Linked DNA regions of Bombyx mori: region 1 is linked to region 2. Evidence: chromatin contacts called from public Hi-C data. All regions are on one chromosome and are shown on one strand. Each heading gives the region's core, a stretch centred on a gene start, on an enhancer-like site or on the middle of the called end of the contact. The rest is flanking DNA. Distances are from core to core; before and after follow the strand shown.

Region 1 (2,958 bases), core at 53-2,552, 62 kb before region 2:
GCCGCTTGCACCAGCCGCTAGCTCCAGCCGCTTGCACCAGCCGCTAGCTCCAGCCGCTTGCACCAGCCATTTGCACCAGCCGCTTTCACCAGCCGCTAGCTCCAGCCGCTTGCACCAGCCACTTGCACCAGCCGCTAGCTCCAGCCGCTTGCACCATCCACTTGCACCAGCCGCCAGCTCCAGCCACTTGCACCGACCGCTAGCTCCAGCACTAGCACCAGCAGCTATTTCCAGCCGCTTGCACCAGTTGAAATACTTCCGAAAAAATTTGGGGTACTCAATGACGCGCGCCAAGTACGACAAATATTTTTTTTTCATTTTTAAATTTTCAAATATATTTTTTTTCATTTTTTCAACGTTATGACGGTTTCTTGGTATTTTTTTGTATTTCACATCTTTTTGTAGAGAATGAAAGTTATTGAAGTTTTATTTTTTTTGTAAAGTGCAAATGTTATTGAGATGAGTTTTATAAACGTAGACTTGGCGCAATTTTTTACAGTAAAACTGTTTTTGTTCGGATTTCATATCTTTTTGTTAAGTATTATTTTTTGCTTATTTATTACTTAACAAAAATAGACAATAGAATAAAAATAAATTATAAATAGTCACTCAGCTTAAAAGCTAATGAAACGCTCAATTAATTAGTGTAATAATAATCAACATCAACTTTTACAAATTTAAACCGAATTAAATTCTGTTTCAAATGTGAACGGTGGATGACGCTGTTCTTAATTATTTCAGATTTTAAAATTGAAATCGGAAACCTTTGAAACATCAATCCGCATCAATGTAATTTAAAAACTACAGTAAGAGGCTTAAATAAAAAGCTGAGCCTTAATTAGAATTTTTTTCGGAATTCAGTAGTAAAGTTCAAATTATTTTGATGAAATCAAAACTGAAATATTCATAACATGTTAAACAATCAACTACGAATAAATATTATTTATTCAGTAGACAATCACAACGCCATCTCGTGAAGTATTTCGGTATTACATTAATATAAAATAATTAATAATTGGGAATTTAATTGTTTTTATGATCGAACAATCACCAATAGTCGTCGAACAAACGATAATTGATCAAAATAAATTAATTTGAGCGATAAAAATAAAGATCTCTAGTAAAGGAGGCCCACTTAACGGTGATCATTTATTTAATTAATTATAAATAAACAAAAGACGAACAAACAATTTTTACATTCGAACATTAACGAACAAACGACGAACAAATCATTAAAAAATAAAAAAGGGGGCCAAATTTACAGAGCCGAGCTCATGGATTGTTATCGAGTATAGTAGTCTATGTTAAATTTTAATACTCTGTGAATGGATAGTGAGGCGAAAATAAAATGGTGCAGTGCTCTGGTTCTGGACTCTGGATGCCGCGTTTTTAGTGATTTCCTTTGACTGCTGCAATTGTGTCACTATCTCAGATTTATTGTCGATATTGTCAGCACTAAGTTCATTGAAAATGGAAACAAATTCAAATCCCATAGTTGATATGCAATCTTGTCGAATATGTCTCACTAATAGTAAGACTTTATGTCCATTATTTAGGTACAAATTGTCTGGAAACTACGCAGAAATGCTGACAGCAATTGCCGATGTAAAAGTAAGTACACAGTTTCAAATCTCTACTTATTCTCTATCGAAACAAATGTTTTCACAAATGCTGAAATTTCATAGTGTGTATATGGTAAATGAATGGAAACAGAACAGAAATAGTAATTTGTCACTATTTTCAACTAAGCCGACAATTTATTTTTAAGGTATTTTCATTTTCTTTATTTACATTAATAATAATAATAAACTTTCAAACAATCAGACTTGATGAATTTACTTAACGACAATTTTAGCAAAGCCACCGGGATGGAATTTGTGTTGATAAATGTGCGTTCATAGATGTACAGAGAGATAAAGTTGTAAACTCAGATTGCTTACAATTTAACCATAGTGTGGTCTTAAAATTTCTTTTTTAATCTGAAACCTACAAGTATCTTGGTATGTTCAAAATGCTAAATATAGTGGACGTAGATATGAAACAATCGTTTAGAGAAATATATATTAAAGGATGGGATGGTCGACCATTGTAGGACATGCCACAATCCAGGAGAGTTTATTAGACATATTGTTTCTGGCTGTTCTTCTTTTGCTAATGTCGAGAATTTGCATAGACATCATCAAGTATTGTGAGGGGCTTTCTCACTCTTGGGTCCTCACCATTGGTGGCTTGTGTCGTAGACACTGTCAGCAGCAGCAACCTATTTTTATATGGTGTTTTTTAAAGTGTATTTTTAATATTTTTTAAGAAAGATTTATAAATTAATGAGATTTTAAATGGATATAGTACAATAATAATAATGCACAGAACAAATCATGCACAGTCATCCTTCCCCAAATAAGGATTCCCTCTGTTATGAGTACCAGAGACTGACATATGTACTTATATATATAGATAATGAACACCCAGACACAGCAAACAAACCTATTCATCACATGAATGTTTGCTCAATGCGGGAATCGAACACAGGACTCTCTTTACAACAGTCAGGGGCTCTAATCATTGCATTACTGAGTCAGTCATTAAAAAATTATAGTATAGAATAGTATATAGTATTATTGAAAAAAATTAAAAAACGACCAGGTATAAAAAAAAAAAGATTGAATAGTAAAAATGACACAAATTATTTATACTTTTTATTTAATTAAATTTAAATTATTTAATTAAACTAATTTGTTTAAATTATTTGATTTTTAACTTATTAACTTTATTAACCTAAAAGGTTAATATTTTTAAAGGTAATAATTAAATTACACGGCACTTAAATTTTGGATGTCTTATTTTATATTTGCCATATTATTGATGAAAAGGAAATAAGTGTTCCTGCAACTTTAGTACTGCTGCTTTAGATAAATAATGGAGTGAATATGTCCAAACAAAAACTAAAGTAAGCTACTA
Region 2 (2,869 bases), core at 329-2,828:
CAAGTATATATTTAAGGGACGCAATATATGGATTCGCGAAGGACCACAGTGGAAGATGGTGCTTACCTGCGCTCGGTTGTTTCTCGTGTGCGAGCAGGACGGACATAATGTCGTCGTTCTTCTCCTTCCCTGCGGTCTTGACGCTCGCAGCAGTACTGGCCGCCTTCTCGAGGGCCGCGTCCGTCGAGTGCGCGCTGTCGCTCTGTCGACCAATACGAACCGAGTCAGCTTTGCGAACTTCAACATACATTCAACTATACGACGGCCGCTATAAGCCAATATTTCTGAACCGCATTAAGGAAGCGCTCGATACAAATAAGTTGTTTTCTCTTTATAGCTAATGCCATTGACAGCTTCGCTAGAACTAATAACTGCAGTTTCCTAATAACTGCAAAATGTATTCGAAGGAAAAAACAGAGAAATTCAGTCAGCTATATATAGAACATATGAAGACATGAGTAGATTAAAGGAATATTATACAATTTGTTAATTTTGAGAAAACGGGCAACACACTTTTATTACTTGTAATTTCTCTTCGTACATAACTCCATAATTTCTAAAAATAGCCTTTAAGCCCGGAGTTTTGAGGTCTAAAATCGATTATGGACACATAACACCTTCATTCAATGTAGAAACTCGAAAATCTTAAAAATTGTATTCCATCCTTTCATCCATACATGTCTTCATATAGCCTATATATAGTCGACTGAATTCCTCTGCTTTGTCTTAGCGGGTCCTCTGCTTTTTTCTTCGAAGGCATTCTGCAGTTATTAGCAAACTGCAGTTCTTAGTTCTAGCGAAGCTGTCAAGGTCATTAGCTATAGAGAGAAAACAACTTATTCGTAAAGTAGTCAAAATGTCCGGTTTGAGGGGTTGTAGCAATAATAGGCTGGGGATTCATTTAAAATGGCCACGCGCTCATGATTTTTTTTATATCACCAAAACAACAATAATTCCTTCGCGATCGACTCGGTCATGCTTGAACCGGTCACGGAGTCTATTTTTTTTTTTTTTTTGTTTTTTATTTCTTAGATGGGTGGACGAGCTCACAGCCCACCTGGTGTTAAGTGGTTACTGGAGCCCATAGACATCTACGACGTAAATGCACCCACCCACCTAGAGATATCAGTTCTAAGGTCTCAAGTATAGTTACAACGGCTGTCCTACCTTTCAAACCGAAACGCATTACTGCTTCACGACAGAAATAGGCAGGGTGGTGGTACCTACCCGCGCGGACTCACAAGATGTCCTACCACCAGTAATTACGCAAATTATAATTTTGCGGCTTTTGATTTTTATTACACAATGTTATTCCTTTAACGTGGAAGTCAATCGTGAACATTTGTTGAGTACGTATTTCATTAGAAAAATTGGTACCCGCCTGAGATTCGAACACCGGTGCATCGCTCAACACGAATGCACCGGACATCTTATCCTTTAGGCCACGACGACTTCAAAATTCTTTCGCGATCGACTCGGTCATGTTTGAACCGGTCACCGAGTCTGCATCGGACCTGTTCGTTGGAGGCAATGGTGCTCTCGACCATCCAGACGGGCCGCTCCTTGCGTAGCGCGCCGGCGTCCCGCGCGGGCTTGTCGTCTCCGATGGTGACGTCGACTCGTGTCTCCTCGACCAGCATGCCCTGGTTGCGCGTCGCCTCACCCGACCATTGCTCGCCGCCCGGACGCAATGCAGACTGCTTTGACGTCAATCTGGACCAAAGACAAGAGAAATGTCAATCTTAACCATTAATACGTATTCACTTTGACGTCAATCTGGAGCTAAGAGCAAGAGAAATGTTAATCTTAACCATTAATACGTATTCACTTTGACGTCAATCTGGAGCTAAGAGCAAGAGAAATGTTAATCTTAACCATTAATACGTATTCACTTTGACGTCAATCTGGAGCTAAGAGCAAGAGAAATGTTAATCTTAACCATTAATACGTATTCACTTTGACGTCAATCTGGAGCAAAGAGCAAGAGAAATGTTAATCTTAACTATTAATACGTATTAACTTTGACGTCAATCTGGACCAAAGACAAGAGAAATGTTAATCTTAACCATTAATACGTAATGACACGTTGAACGTCATGCGGCTGTACGCTTAACGACGGAGGGAAATATTTTTCCCCGAGCGGGTGATATTGCTCGGTAGACAGACAGTCCGAATGTTCTAGTTCGGAACTTGTATATATGCAAGCTTATCTTGAAAATGTCCTAAGCGAGATAAAGGCATCTATCAAATATCTTGTGTTGTGTGATGGCTACCGCCACACGGTCAACCGGTGGGCCTAGCTTACTAGGTATACCATTCGGACAAAGCCAAAATTATGAAAGCAGTAAAGAAATCAACTTGAGATCTTGAAGATCAAAATTAGCGACTTTTACCGTCTAGTTTTTAAGATATTTTAAAAAGGTACGACTTCCTAAAAATATCTTGATAAAAACTACAGCTTTCTATTGGATTTGAAAACAAAAGGCGTTCAGTTCGGCTAAAGGGCCACGCGGATCACTTCAACACGCGCTTTTGATATCTGCAATTTGTGGATTGTAGGAAGCATTTACGTCGGAACCCTCACGAGGATCACGGGTGACCCTTATGGCCCGAAAGGTATATTCAGGCCACAGTGCTCACCGGTGAATGAAAATACTCGATTTTTCATTTGGCATTCAACGTGTTAATAAATATCTTAGTATAAAATATTTTCTTGGATATTATTTTTTACACTGATTTGATGATTATTCGAAATGACTTCAAAACTCACCCTCGTATTGTGTTAATATCGACCGGTTCTGGTTCCAGTATCTCTGGAGCCAGTTTGATGCCTTCGACCTCTCGCAACAATATGTAAAGCGTTTCCAGC

The links. Hi-C and Micro-C count contacts between places; a contact is called where the count stands out from the background.
Region 1: a Hi-C map of middle silk gland shows a contact between it and region 2, with 1.6 times the contacts expected there. The contact joins the promoter of LOC101742415 here to the enhancer-like site in region 2. A contact is called at or near these places in 2 of 7 Hi-C or Micro-C datasets (middle silk gland and whole pupa).

The regions. Positions count from the first base shown.
Region 1 is chr22:9,691,564-9,694,521 of ASM3026992v2, reverse strand. LOC101742415 (zinc finger protein 431) reads left to right here and starts at 1,302. Exons shown (of 9, transcript XM_004931815.5): 1 at 1,302-1,611. The coding sequence starts at 1,471.
Region 2 is chr22:9,630,375-9,633,243 of ASM3026992v2, reverse strand. It overlaps LOC101742954 (general transcription factor IIE subunit 1), which reads right to left. Exons shown (of 9, transcript XM_004931818.5): 5 at 2,771-2,869; 6 at 1,515-1,713; 7 at 67-202. Among protein-coding and RNA genes, the nearest start is that of LOC101737553, 9.0 kb to the left of the region's middle. Within about 2 kb of position 1,578, at least 2 of the 8 cell types and tissues checked have open chromatin away from gene starts, as enhancers often do.